2 separate regions of the Triticum aestivum genome follow, and region 1 is linked to region 2. Evidence: chromatin contacts called from public Hi-C data. All regions are on one chromosome and are shown on one strand. Each heading gives the region's core, a stretch centred on a gene start, on an enhancer-like site or on the middle of the called end of the contact. The rest is flanking DNA. Distances are from core to core; before and after follow the strand shown. Region 1 holds the start of LOC123101915 (flavonoid 3'-monooxygenase CYP75B3). Region 2 has its middle 42 kb from the start of LOC123150792.

Region 1 (7,691 bases), core at 4,095-6,594, 160 kb before region 2:
CTGGTGTGGCTGAGGCCGGGTGCTGAGAAGGCCCGGGGCAGGGGCCCGAGGAACCGGCATGGAGTAGGCGTGTACAACGCCAGTCCATGGGTTCTAGCCGGTGTACCACGGGGCCGGCTGAGGGGCCTGCTGCGGCGGGCGGGGCGCTCCTCTCTGAGCACCGGCGCCCCCCTACTTGCGGCCGCCACGACGGCCGCCGCGACGACCCCCCCTCCCATTGGCCGCCGGCTGGGGCGGCGGGAAGGGGGCGGCCGGTGCGGGCGGGAACCCTGGCGGGAAGGCGGGCGCCGCCTGCTGTGGCAGCGTCGGGCGTGGCGGTGGCGGGGCCGAACCCCCGCGGGTGCCTGCGACGAGGGCGGTGTGGGTCGCGCGAGTCCGCGCCACCCGCATCCGGCGCTCCTCCAGCTTGAGGTACGCGACCACCTTGATGAAGGTGGGCTCCGGGATGAGGGTGAGGTTGGAGGCGGCGTTCCCGAAGTCCTCGTTCAGGCCGCCGCAGAGGGTGCTGATGAGGAGCTCGTCGCCGATCTTTTCCCTGAGATCACGGAGCTCATCGGTGAGCTTCTTGAGGCGCATGCAAAAATCATCGATGGATGAGTCAAGTTGCTGGCACCCGTAAAGCTCACCATAGAGCAGGACCTTGCGCTGCAGCCGATTGTCGGTGAAGAGGCCGTTGAGCTTGGTCCAGACCGCGTAGGCGTCGTCCTCGTCGTCCACCACGGTGTGGAAGAGGTCGCTGGAGATGGTGAGGTAGAACCAGCGGATGATGGTGGCGTCGAGGATCATCCACTCCTCGTCGTTGATTATGAGTGCCGAGTCTACGGTGCTGTCCACGTGGTCGTGCAGGAGGTACTCACGGAACACAAGCGAAAAATACCGCTTCCAGGCGGAGTAGGATGCGGTGGTGTGATCAAGCTTGACTGGAACACGCTCATGGATGTTGAGGTCGCGGACGAGGGTGACATCGGGACCGGCAAATGGGTTGGAAACGGTGGACGAGGAGGAGCTCATGGCTAGGGTTCGGCACGGGTGGAGGGAGACGGGGTGGTGCGGGTGCGGCGCGGGTGGGAGAGGAGGGGGAGGTTGGCGGCGTGGGTGGGAGGGGAGGGGAGGGGAGGGGTGCGGCGCGCGTGGGGGTGATGGTGGCGGAAGCGGGAGCAAGTGGCGGCGGCGACCTTGGAGAGAGGCGGCGGCGGCGGCGGCGAGCGAGGTGGTGGGAGAGGCGGCGGTGACCAGGGGCGGCGACGGCGACCGGAAGGAGGGTGGTGGCGGCGGCGGCTGGTGACGGCGGCGGGGAGTAGCGGCGGCGGCGGTGGCGCGGCGGCGGCGGCTATTAGGGTTAGGATCGTGCTGCGATAGATACCATGTAGAAGGACAAGATATGGGTTGTGTAATCTCGATGTATTGATCGGTGCACCAGGCATGTATATATAAGTACATAGGTGGGTCACAACCTCAACTATACAAAGGAAACAGGAGGTGAGCCCTACACATAAATATACACGTACACAATATACTCAACAGTCTTTGCTATTAACTAGTAAATGTATACATGGAATGCACGTTGATATTTGGAAGCAGATTAGAGCAACTCCAACCCGGGTACCCATTTCGTCCATTTGGGTCATCCGACATAAAGTTGGCCCAACAGGGCGACCCAAACGGAGACCGCGTCTGCCTGCTGTTCGTTTGTTGTTCACCTCGACCCAAACCGAGCTCAAATTTGAGCCACAAATGGGTCCGTGACGGACAAAAGCAGACGCTCTCGTCGCCCGCTCGTGTCCTCGCGTGTCTGGGCCGGTCCCACGGATCAGCGACCCGCTCGTGTCCTTGTGTGTCTGGCCTGGTCCCACGCCTCTGCCTCCACAAACGATGCGACGAGGCCGCTGGCGCAGGCCGCCGCCGCGCTCACCGGCGAGGGCCGCCACCTCCCGTTCTGACCTTGGCGGGGAGCAGTAGGTGCAGGTGGGCCGGAGAAGCTCGGCGGTGGCACACCTCCTCCTTTTTGCTGGTGCAGGCGGCCCGGAGGAGGCAACGACGGCGCGCTGGGGGAGGAGGAGGTCGCGGCGGCGTGCTCGTCGGGGGGGGGGGGGGGAAGGAAGGCCGCGGCGACACGCTGGAGGGATGGGAAGGCCGCGGCAGCGTGCTCGTTGAGGGGGGGGGGGAGGCCGTGGCGGCACGCTGGAGGGAGGGGAAGGCCGCGACGGCGCGGGAGGAACGCGGGGCTGCATCTCGTCCTCGCTTGTCCGCTGAGGTCTGTCTGTTGGGTGCGTCCACAGTCCGCGTGTGTCCGCCTCATATCTGCTAGGCGGACAGAGACCTAAGCGGACAAAAAACGAACAAAATCCGTGTCCGTTTGAGTCTTTGCGTTGGAGTTGCTCTTAGTTACATGTTCATATTAGGTAGGATGTTCACCAACTCAAACACGCCATCGTGACCGAAAGGCAACCCACACTCACCAGCGATGCCTCCCAAGAGGGTAAAGGCGCAAGCCGTTGCTGCTAGCACATCCTCCGCATCGGACATGGGTTTTCCCTGAGCGCTGGCAGGAGGGCCTTGAAGAGTCTTGAAAGATTTGAAAGATCGCTTGGTGTAGTTGAATAATAGGGCCTGCTAAAACCTAGTCGACTGATACTTAATCAAATCTCTGTCGACCATGCAACATTTTTTGTGATAGTTTGCAACATTTTCTACTATCGGGTGTAACATTCGCCTTGCTAGTTGAAGCTTGACGTCCCTCATCGGTTGTAGTACATCATCTCGTTGGTTGTAATATCCTTCATTGACGGTTGTAGCATTTTAGTTAGAACGGTTGTAGCGTTTGTTGTTGTTGCTTGCAATACCATCACAACATTTTTCATCGCCGTTTGTAGCATCTAGCTGTGCCGCCTATAGCAAAAAAAAAAGACGCTGACGCCACTCGACTGAGATTTCGTTAAGTCTCGGTCGACTGAGTTCTAGACACAACCTTGAATAGTGTAAAGCAAATCGGCATGGATTTTTTGTTTGAGAAACACCCATAAAACGTAGATGCACACATGCATAGACTCACACCACCATACACACACAATCACGCAACGTCCAAGACACCAAAACAGCACACATGCGATTTGATCCTTGTTGGCACGGACATTTACAGATGTTTCACAAAACTTTTGAACTGACCCCCCCCCCCCCCCCCCCCCCCCCCCCGGCGCCGCCAATTTTATGGGGTTGGGCCCATCCCTCTCTTTATCTCCCAATCACACTCTTTCAAGTTAACATGCCTGTTAAACCATACGTGACCTCCCCGTACATGTAGCATTACTTGATGTATTGATGTTGATTACAGAAACAGGCTTTTGCTCTGCTTTATAGATAAAGCCCTGACCAACTTACAAAACCCATATACAACACGCCACCACACAACATACACGCCCAAGGAAATATACAAGGGAGCCGACAAATAGCAACACTATCACAAACATCCCAAAGGAAACATCAAGTGAATAAATAGAGCATCGCTAGCGGTCTATGGAGCTCTCAACCATGTACTACACCACCGTGAAGAGACGATGTTAAAACTTGACGGGCCATGGACTCCATAGAGGTGCCTCAAAGGTACAGCGTCGTCACCGCCTGATCCAACGGATCAAGATTTTCACACGGAGTAACATGAAGGACAAAGGGCCACCACAACAGTGCCTTGAAGAAGGGATCGATGCCATGGACGCCGCTGCCGTCGGCCTGACCAGAGCCAAACGAGGTTTTCACCTGGCCACCACCCTCTGCTTCGATGCGGGGTACGACCCGTCACGAGAATGTCAGCCGCACTACCACCATAGAACACCAAAGACCCGCCACCACGGCGTCCACGAGGCCGTGACAACTAGGCCGTCAGTACCTGAGCCATGAGCTATGCCCACGGAGTCGGACCAATCTTGTTGTACTAGTAGACAAGTGGGGAAGTTGTTGTGCTAAGCCCCCACATAATAATCACACCAGAGAAGCAACCATTACAGATGAATAGTCGTAGATCGGAAGGATCATACCTGTAAACACATGAACCAAGAGTGGATCCAAACAAATCCACTTGAGTCCAGCACCGGCCGAATACCGCGAGATTCATTCGATGATGCTAGACGCACCATCAAGACGAGGATCGGATGTGTGAAACATTATTCGTATAGAAGGACATCATCACCGGCACATAATCCCAAGCAAGACGTTGAGCCTAACAAGAAAGCAGGGTCCGCCCCACCGGTGGAGTGCAATGTCCTCCGCACCAGCACCGACGACGGCGCCGATGGGAGGTGGAGTAGATTGTAGATCTAATCGCCAGTGATTCTTTTCCTGGGAGGAGGAAAGAACCGAGCCCTCTCTTATATAAAACATAAGGGCATCCATTGTGTGTTGGTGCCAAATTTGCCCATAATCGGGAATTAGGCATCGTCTCCACGACGTATGTGGTTCCCAATTACTGTACACTGGGTCCCACCATCAAATAGAATAAGATAAAAAATAACTTACCACCTCAGAGCATGGTTAATAAGAGAGCCGGCTGTTGGCTATATGCCAAGGCCATGTCACATACAGCCTTCATTACAGCCCACTTGTACAATAAATTGACTATACACTGGCTATTAAAATGACTATAGTAATCAATGTTTGTATGTGGATGGAGACAAGGAAGCTCACCTGATTGGGAGAGAGGAAGGAACGCCCAGCTTTTTACCTTGCACACGGCTGCATGTGGGTTACTTTTTCTTGTTTCTAGAGCTAGAGCCGGCGATGAGTGAAGCGCCCGCTTCCTTGTCTTTCTTCCCTTCTCTCTCTTCCAGCTATGATATTGATGATGTGAAATGGCTTATAGCCTGCTGATTAGGACCTATTGTACTTGCTCTCATCACAATGATGGGAAATCTGGCTATTGCTTTTGGGTGTTAGGCAAGCATACAATATTGTATTGGTAAAAGCTAGTTTGGCATTTGGCACCATCATTGTGGCATACGTACATGGTAAAGCTCCTTTTAGATTCATTTAAAGCATGGGTACCTCTTTCTGAACTGTACTTGACTATTATTGTTTTTTTTTTGGGTAACTGTACTTTTATTTTTGCAAGTGTGTTTTACTACAAGAAGCTAGAAGGAGTTTGTGGTGACGTGGAAGAAACATAGAGAGGAGTAGTTAACATATGCGGCTGCCAAGTGAGTGAGTGAGTGGTGCACGTCCCATCCCATTTTTTGCCATCTCCAAACGTCGTTTGGAAAGCTCTTGTGCTGTCCTTATTCATAGGACTGTGCCAGTTGCAGGCTTTCTTCCGATTTGGGTAGTTGGGAGGACTGGAGCGCCGCCCATTCTTCTTCCTCGCTCTGCTCTCATTGCGTCGGCGTGGGCGTGGGCGGGTAGGTAGCAGGACTGGTCGATCCGGCGATTTAGGTGGCGCACGCGCTCTCCAGAGCTCCCATATTTATACGGCCGCGTCTGCATGCCATGCGCCCGCCCAACTAACAAACAAACGTCCCCGCATCCACTGCCACCCTCCAAGACCCAGCCGCCATGGATCACGACCTGCTCCTCCTCCTCCTCGCCTCCCTCGCCGCCGTCGCCGCCGCCGCCGTCTGGCACCTCCGCGGGGCCAAGAGCCCGAAGCTGCCGCTGCCGCCGGGGCCCAGGGGGTGGCCGGTGCTGGGCAACCTGCCGCAGCTGGGCGACAAGCCGCACCACACAATGGCGGCCCTCGCGCGCCTCCACGGCCCGCTCTTCCGCCTCCGCTTCGGCAGCGCCGAGGTCGTCGTCGCCGCCTCCGCCAAGGTCGCCGCCGCCTTCCTCCGCGGCCACGACGCCAACTTCAGCGACCGCCCGCCCAACTCGGGCGCCGAGCACGTCGCCTACAACTACCAGGACCTCGTCTTCGCGCCCTACGGCGCCCGCTGGCGCGCCCTCCGCAAGCTCTGCGCGCTCCACCTCTTCTCCGCCCGCGCCCTCGACGCACTCCGCACCGTCCGCCAGGACGAGACACGCCTCATGGTCACCCGCCTGCTCTCCTCCTCCTCGGGCTCGGTCTCGCCCGCGGGCCTGGCCGTCGGGCAGGAGGCCAACGTGTGCGCCACCAACGCGCTCGCCCGGGCCGCCGTTGGGCGCCGCGTCTTCGGCGACGGCGTCGGCGAGGGCGCCAGGGAGTTCAAGGACATGGTCGCCGAGCTCATGCAGCTCGCCGGCGTCTTCAACATCGGCGACTTTGTGCCGGCGCTCCGCTGGCTCGACCCGCAGGGCGTCGTCGCCAAGATGAAGCGCCTCCACCGCCGCTACGACCGCATGATGGACGGCTTCATCAGCGAGAGGGGCGACAGGGCTGACGGCGACGGGAATGACCTGCTGAGCGTCATGCTGGGGATGATGCGGCAGTCGCCGCCCGCCGCCGGCGAGGAGGATGGGATCAAGTTCAACGAGACTGACATCAAGGCTCTCCTCTTGGTATGTCTGTACAAACTCAATATTTGTTTTCATGTGTTTATTATAAAGCTTTGCTGAACTCAACTTTTTTGTCTTTAGAAACGGAAAGATTTTGGTTATGTCACTTTTGTCAAACCCGAGTTTAGTGAAAAGTGTAAAAAATGAGCCATATGCAAGAAAATATCTCAGACGAATTATTACAAATAACAAAACCATATTTTTTTTGTTTTATATTATGAACTAAATCCACATGTTTCTTCTTTCTAGAATCTGTTCACCGCTGGGACGGACACGACATCAAGCACGGTGGAATGGGCACTGGCGGAGCTGATACGACACCCAAACGTCCTCAAGAAGCTCCAACACGAGCTCGACGACGTTGTCGGAAATGGCCGCCTCGTCACCGAATCCGACCTGCCACAACTCACCATCCTCGCCGCCGTCATCAAGGAGACGTTCCGGTTGCACCCGTCGACGCCGCTCTCCCTTCCCCGGGTGACCGCCGAGGACTGCGAGGTGGACGGCTACCGCATCCCCAAGGACACCACCCTGCTCGTCAATGTGTGGGCCATCGCCCGTGACCCGGCCTCATGGGGGGATGACGTCCTAGAGTTCAGGCCCGTCCGCTTCCTGGCGGGCGGGTCGCACGAGACCGTGGATGTCAAGGGGGGCGACTATGAGCTCATTCCATTCGGGGCGGGGCGAAGGATATGCGCGGGCCTCAGCTGGGGCCTCCGGATGGTCACACTCATGACCGCCACGCTCGTGCACGCGTTCGACTGGACCTTGGTTGATGGCATGACACCTGAAAAGCTCGACATGGAGGAGGCCTATGGTCTCACCTTGCAGCGGGCCGTGCCGCTAATGGTTCAGCCCGTGCCGAGGTTACTGCCATCGGCGTACACAGTGTGATGTTTTATCATGGATCTTTGTCGTCTTTCTATTCTTTTCGGTCCGATGTACCTTGTGTGGAAGAAAAGAGTGCAGCGAGGGGGGTGGGGAGTGGGTTGTGCCAAGGTTTGCAAGGCAGGAGACTGGAGAGATATCTATGTACCTTCTTCTTTCGGAATTACTTGTCACAAAAATGAAGAAAAATGAATGTATTTACAACTAAAATACATCTAGATACATTTAGTTTTTAAATAAATAATTCGAAACGGAGAGAATACGTCATAATTAGTTTTGTTGGTCCACAGTGTACGGACTATATATGGTTGGCGTTCGTTTTATTACTAATGGTTCCAACGTGTCGTCGG
Region 2 (7,713 bases), core at 2,384-4,883:
GGACAGAAATGAAAAGAAGATGTTTTGCTCAAAACATCCAAAAGAACAAGTTATGAAAGTGATCTATAGGCATCAGAGGAGCTCTCAAAATTTGTGGAATTTTTAAAAGAATTATTTGAAATGATTTTAGTGCAGCCGGAGCATTTCAGAGATTGAAATACCATTAAAAGAATTTTGTTGGGCAAATTTTATTATAAAAATATTTCCTACTTAATTTAAAACTTAAATTAAAGGGTTAAGGAAAACTCTCAAACCCACAATATTTTCAAAAGTTTCTATATGGAGGGAAGGATTTTTTTTTAAAACAGAAAACAAAAAATATTCTGGAATTAATAAAAGACCTAATAAAATTCAAATTTTTACTCTGTCCAAATTTAATTAATAAAATGAAATGGCTAAATTTTTAGGGTGTTACACCGGTGCATTAACTGATTTCGGGAACGTTCAATACACCGGTATGGTCCGGTTTTAGAACCTTGCATGCATTTTTTTCTTATTCTGTTTTCAATGTTTCTTTACCTGTTTCCTTCGATTTTCTTTGTGTTTTCTTCAGTTTGTTTTGTTCCTTCTTGATAAATATCTACTATTTCCAATACAGGTTGCACATTTTTGGTATGCACATGGATCATTTTTTTGACACAAGCTAAACAATTTTCAAATACATGCTGATCACTTTTTTTGTTGTGAAGATATTTTTTCAAATATATATTTGAATATTTTTCCAAATAATTTGTAAGCATTTTGAAATACATGTTTAACATTTGTTTAATAATTCAAAATATTTTATAAAATTATATGCAATTCTTGACATTGTATTAACTTTTTTGGAAATGGCCCAAACATATTTTTCAAATGTGGGACCATCTATTTGAATGGTATGATGATTTTTTTAAAGTTATGCGAACTTGTTTTAATTGTTTTGAAAAAATAATGTCGCTAATATACCTTTGAAAATGTGTGATTTTTTTTAAATGTCATAAACAGTTCTTTGAATGGTACATTGACATTTTCTTTTACATTGCATGAACATTTGTTAAACGTGTGACGAACATTTTTCAAAATTTAAGTAATTTTTATGGCATATATGTATTTGCAATTTTTCAAAAAAGTAAAAGGAAAGGAGAAAACGAAGGAAACAAATTAACCGACTGAATAAACGAACAAACATGCTACTGGGTCGTCCTTGTATAGCACTGTCACTCGCGCCGCATACCATCAAGGCCTCAACAGGCCTAAAAAAAAATCAAGGCGTCAACATTTATTTGATTGAATTGTGCCGTATGCGCTCCAACGCGCGGGGGTACCACTGTACCAGCCCATGAACAAAGCACCCACACACACGGGGGTTAGGCACGTACTAACTGAAATTGCACTACCTGGAACTGCCTCACCCCCTAAAAAAAATTGCCTCACAAAAAAAAACTTACTAACTGAAAGAATGCTGTCAGGGTCTTCAGTTAGCTGTCAACCCTTTTTTTTTTGCGAGATATTCGGGAGTAGCTGTCAACTCTTTGTAGCTAACTGAAGACTGCTCAATTAACTCTTTGTAGTGTTTGTTTGTGTTTGTGTTGGATGACACCAGAATCTCAACTTTAAGGCAGCATGTCAAAGACTCGCAGGCAACCGTTGGAGAAGATTAATAATTATAATATTAACTGCCTTTTTTTTGCGGGCTTTAATGTTAAGTACCTACTGTTTTGCAGAACAAGCAAAGACGACAGCAGCTTATGTACAAAGTCTGAAATTAACAATATAATTTGCAGAACAGTTATCTTTGCTTGTCGACATTATATTCAGAACAGTTATAATGTACCTGCTGTATTAATTTTCGTTGCTGAAGCCTATGTACGTAGAAAATAGTAGTACACCATCCGATCCGAATTGCATATAGGCTGCGTCAATTGATCTGGATTGGAGGGAGTAGTGCAAATTAACAAGCAAAGATGGCAGCAGCAGTCCATGAAACAAATACTACGGGTACTAATACTACACTGAAAAAGGAATAAAAGAAACAAGATAGAACCTGAATTTGGTTGAGATGTTAAAATCAGACAGTTATCTGTATCATCTCTGTACGATGGGTACTACTACACTGAAAAAAGAAAAGAAAAAAAAGTAGCATGGCTATACATTGTGCATAACAAGTTCAATACTAGAAATGTGTGTTTCTTGCTGTTGCTACTCAACAACTAGGTGAAGAAGACAGCTCATGCACAAAACCTTGAAATAATTCAGTATAAGAATCTACTCCCTCTGTGTTAGTGATCTAAAACGTCTTAAAAAAGTTTACAGAGGGAGTAGATTGCATGCAGTGCCGTGGGTGGGATACAACCTGAACTATATTCACACGTTACTCAACATAACTAGAATAGGCTAAATCAAATAGAACTCAGTATCTTCTATGTGAAACTGAACTGGGATGACTGAACCTGATTTGGGTTTTCAAGCTCCAGAGTTTCCCACTAGCACCATATGGTGTTGAACTGAAGAACCGAATCATCTGAATAAAGGACAGTAGTATCAAAAGCAATAATTTCCAATTCAAGGTTGTCTTTCCCTGGCAACCAATTAGCTTCAGAACATCTTGTAGCATCTATCTGTACACAGGCAGTTCAATCCTATAGGCTTGCAGGCACAATGCAAATACCTACTATTGTACGTAGAATTTTGTCACCGGCATTGTCTGGGCTGGGCGTATTAACTTCGCCATGTTCACAAATCATAACTCAAACTCAGTCAAAACACAAACTCATTTTCTGCTGATGGATTGAAACTTTAAGCAGAATAATAACTAAACTCAAGTGCTCAACCACCACATCTGTACTGACACCTGAATAGCTGATGATGATTTATCTAAGATAAACCCATATTTCTGCTGGCAACGTTGAAGTAAAAACCAGAATAAGGGCGCGACCATCACAGGCTGATGGCTGCATGCATGAGGCCAGGGGTTTAACCTCCTTTTTTTTTAAAAAGGCTGATGACGCAGCATCAAACAGTTTCTGAATTTTTTAACCGTGATGCCAACGCAACTATAGGTTTTCTACCGTCAGGAGAATTGGCCAAGTTTAGGCAGCAGAAACACAACAACAGCTAGGTTTTCCTGAAGCCATGTCTAAGTGTAAATTTTTCTCAATTCACGTGCCGTCGTGTCCAAGCCTCCAAGGTGGCGACACTCTGAAGAAGTGAACTGTGGAGCGACGGTCAGGATTCCGGAGTCATACTCTGAAGACGTTAGTGATGGAGATGGCGCTGTGGAGGAGCAGTCACTGCGCTTGGTGGCCCTGATACAAGTGCGCCATCCAAGCCCGGCGGTGGAGGCCCGTTCTCGGTGGCGTGCAGGTATGCGTCGTGCACGCGGCTGCGCAGCCGCGCCCACGTTGTGGACGTGAGGGAACTGACTCATTGGTCGCCGGAGAGCAGAGACGGGGGGATGCTGTGCGGGTGTGTCATGTACTGCAGGTTCAGTTGCAGCTGTCGACAGTTCAGTTATGTGGAGCGTCATGAACTGAAGGTTCAGTGTAGCTGTCCATTTATTCAGTTATCAGGGAGTGTACCACTTCAGCAGGGTTATGAAGATCGAACGGCCGGGAGGCTCCAACGTGGATCTACGGCTCATGCGCTGAGTTGGATAAGCGTTTATGTGTGGCTAGGTGCGAGCCCCGTGAGGCCATTTGCAGCTCCTGGTTGACTGCCCTGTGGGGCTGCGTTGCCAGTTTTCTGTCTTTTTAGGGAAACGGTTTATTTTTTACTCCCTCCGTTTCATAATATAAGAACGTTTTTTTAAGCAGTTGAGGGAAACATCTTCTTTTTTAGCAATATATTGGCCATGCTTTATTAAACTATAAAACAACATTTATAAGGATTACATTAGGATCATGAGGCGATCCTAGCAAGAAATAACACCCTTGGGAAGAGAAACCCCCATGTCTTGCCAAATTGTAAGCATTAATGTTTGAGCTCCTACTCTCAAACTAAAGATACAGGAAGAAAAAGGCCTTTCCAACTCTTTAATCTCTTTTGTTCACAAAAAGAAAACTATTTAGTCTCTTTGATTGACTATCCCTCCATAATTACCTCTGATCCCTGCATGAATATGATCAATGACTGATTTGCAGTATGAAGCAACAAAAACCTGTCTCACGCCTAGATCTTCAGTTAACGACAAGGCCTCCCGACACGCTATTGCTTCGACTATAACTGGATCTACCAACCCGTTAATTACCAAAATAGAAGAACCCAAGTATCTTCCTTCTTCGTCTCGGCAGATTGCCGCCGTAGCTCCTGCATTATGATCAGTAGACGTCCCGGCATCCACACTTCTCACTCCCCTTTGAGTATGTATATTTTTCTCTTTGAGTATGCAATTTTTTTTGTGTTCCGTTCCTCCTACATTTATGTATGGATGTTATTTGTTGTTTCTTTAGAGTGTGTTTGTACACTAGAGCGGCTTGTTGTTGACATGCTTCATGAGTTTGGCCTCGATTGATGTTGGATGTTTTCTTAATTGGTTATCGGGTGTTTCTTTTCGTGAAGCATTGATGCTTACTCTTCTGACGGCCGTTCACTCGTGGCAACCTTTTGTCACACTCCGACTTTTTGCTCTTTCTTTTTCTTTTGGATTTCTTTGAATTTTGCTTTAGATTTCTTTTTTTGTACCTATGTGGTCTAACCTGGAAAGATCATCTCCGCGTTCTTCCTCGAGTGGCTTGTCATCCTCAAATCCATTCCAAGATCATGTCATTTCCATCTTAGCCCAAACACAAAATTCTTTTCTTCGGAATATTCCATTTTGTAATAAAGGAATAATCTTTTTTTCCATAGGTTGTGAAGCAACTTACAATTCTGTCACTCCAAAAATTCCCACAAAATTCTCAAAATTATTTTGGATCATATGGACCTTGGAAATGTAAAAATATTCAAGATTCCATGCTCATGTGACCACACCATCCAATCTTTGATTCTTGTCATATTTTCAGATTGTGAAGCAACTATATTTTATATAGCTTCGTAATTCCTGAAAATTTAACAAGACATTTTTCTACCAATATAATCTCACTCCACCAAATTTGAGCTTATTTCATTTTGCCATTATTTCTCTATAATTTTGCCAAGTTTCTGTCCAGGGTGAAGGATTGTGAAGCAAGTACCATTTTTACTTATCCAAATGGTACGAAAATTTTCCAGTGCCTTCATATACCCAAATAACTCCTTTCCATAAAATTTCAGCTCAATCCAATCATCTATGTGAGCACCACTTCATCTTTCTCATTTTTGTCCAGTGGGGCACATTGCAAAGCAAGTGCTATCTAAACCCATCCATTTGAGCTTAAACCTTTCCAAAGTGCTCACCTTAGTGAGTGATCAACCCCAGCTTAAGATCAGCACCCCTCCCCAAGTGAACCTTCCCTAGTTCATCACAAACACCTTGCTGCCAGGAGCTATAGTTGATGCTACCACTCAACACAGAGTTTATTTCATCAAACCAAGCTCATTCTGGATATCTAGCAAGTAGGTCCACATGGTAGATGATACGTCTCCGTTGTATCTACAATATTTTATTGTTCCATGCCAATATTATACAACTTTCACGTACTTCTAGAAAACAATTTATATTATTTTTGGGACTAACATATTGATCCAGTGACCAGTGCCAGTTCCTGTTTGTTGCATGTTTTTTGTTTCATAGAATATCCATATCAAACGAAGTCCAAATGCAATAAAATTTTACGGAGAATTATTTTGGAATATATGTGATTTTTGGGAGGTGGAATCAATGCAAATGGATGCCCACATCCTCCACTAGGCACCAGGGCATGGCTGCCCCTGGCGCGCGGTGGTTGGTAGTGGCCACCTCGTAATGTGGTTGCTGCCATTCTTTCGCCGCAAGAAAGATAATATCAGGAAAAGAATCGTGTTAAAATATCAGCGCAATCAGAGTTACAGATCTCCGGGAATTTAAGAAACGGTGGAGGGCCAGAAAACAGGAACACGAAACAGAAGAGAATAGAGAGGTAGATCCAATCTAGGAGGGGCTCTTGCCTCGCCCCTCCGCCACCATGGAGGCCATGGACCAGAGGGGAAACCCTCCTCCCATCTAGGGGGGGGGGGGCAAGGAAGAAGAAGAAGGAGGGGGTCTCTCTCCCCTCTCTCCCGGTGGCGCCAGAGTGTCGTTGGGGCAAGGATCGTGACGACGATCTACATCAACAACCTTGCTACCGTCACCACCAACTTTCTCCCCCTCTATGCAGCGGTGTAATCTCTCTATTCCCGCTGCAATTCTCTACTTAAACATGGTGCTCAACACTATATATTATTGTCCAATGATATGTGGTTATCCAATGATGTTTGAGTAGATCTGTTTTGTCCTATGATTTGATTGATGATGATGATTGGTTTGAGTTGTATATTTTATTTTGGTGTTGTCATATGGTGCCCTCCGTGTCGCACAAATGTGAGGGATCCCCGCTGTAGGGTGTTGCAATATGTTTATGATTCGCTTTTGATGGGTGGCTAGAGTGATAGAAGCTTACGCTGGAGTAGGTGGGTTGTTGCGTGTGGGATAAAGAGGACTTGATACTTAATGCTATGGTTGGTTTTTACCTTAGTGATCTTTGGTAGTTGCGGAGGCTTGCTAGAGTTCCAATCATAAGTGCATATGATCTAAGTATGGAAAGTATGTTAGCTCATGCCTCTCCCCCGTATAAAATTGCAATAATGATTACCGGTCTAGTTATCAATTGCCTAGGGACAAATAACTTTCTTGTGTGAAAAAACCTTTCTACTAAACAACTAGCTTTTATTATCTTGCAATTCATTCTTTGTTTTATTCTCGCAAAGTACTTCTAGTTTTATTCTTGTTCTAGGTAAGCAAACATTAAGTGTGTGTAGATTTGTATCGGTGTTTGATAGAACTTGATAGAATATTTGTTCTACCTTTAGTTCCTCTTGGGTTCGACACTATTATTTATCGAAAAAGGCTACACACGATCCACTATACCTGTAGGTTATCAAGACCTTTTTCTGGCGCCGTTGACGGGGAGCAATAGCGTGGGGTGAATATTCTCGTGTGTGCTTTTTTGCTTTATCACTAAGTAGTTTTTTTATTTTCTGTTCTAAATTGTTCTCTACCTTTAGTTATGGATATGGAACACGAAATACCAAAAAAATTAGTTGTAATTTCTACTCATGGATATGGGAACCTCCTAAAACCCTCGATGCTCGTTATGTGAAAAATATTAAACACTACTTTGATAATCCTGAGAAAACAACGCTCAACTTGATAATGGGAGACATGTTGGATCAACATGAATACTTTAGGGATTATCGCTTTACTCAAAAAGGGAAATTGTTATGGGATCAAATTGAAATGTTGCAATGGTATGCTTGGAATTTATGCTTGAGATATGTTTATACTTGTTGCTCTAGGATGAAGGTTCGAAAACTTCCCTTTTTCATGTGAATTTAATGATAATGAAACCTTGGCTTATTACGCTAATGGTATATATGATTACTATGATGTGGAATGAATATAAGAATTCGTTGCTTTTAAGGGTGCTTATGAAATTGAATCTCCGTTTGAAAAGTACGAAGATTATGATGAAGTTGTTTATAGAGCTGAAATTTTTGCTATACTTAAATATTGCTATGAGAATTATGAATACAATGCCAATATTGATGTATTTATTGATAAAGTCTCCGCTGTCCAAGAAG

Evidence for each region. Hi-C and Micro-C count contacts between places; a contact is called where the count stands out from the background.
Region 1: a contact with region 2 is called in a Hi-C map of leaf, with 6 times the contacts expected there. The contact joins the promoter of LOC123101915 here to the enhancer-like site in region 2.

The regions. Positions count from the first base shown.
Region 1 is chr1B:694,440,272-694,447,962 of IWGSC CS RefSeq v2.1, reverse strand. It overlaps LOC123101915 (flavonoid 3'-monooxygenase CYP75B3), which reads left to right and starts at 5,344. Exons shown (of 2, transcript XM_044523158.1): 1 at 5,344-6,456; 2 at 6,703-7,551. The coding sequence starts at 5,539. The coding sequence ends at 7,347.
Region 2 is chr1B:694,283,536-694,291,248 of IWGSC CS RefSeq v2.1, reverse strand. No RefSeq gene overlaps it. Among protein-coding and RNA genes, the nearest start is that of LOC123150792, 42 kb to the right of the region's middle. Within about 2 kb of position 3,633, at least 1 of the 8 cell types and tissues checked has an H3K27ac peak or open chromatin away from gene starts, as enhancers often do. A contact at or near this core is called in leaf, where this site is marked.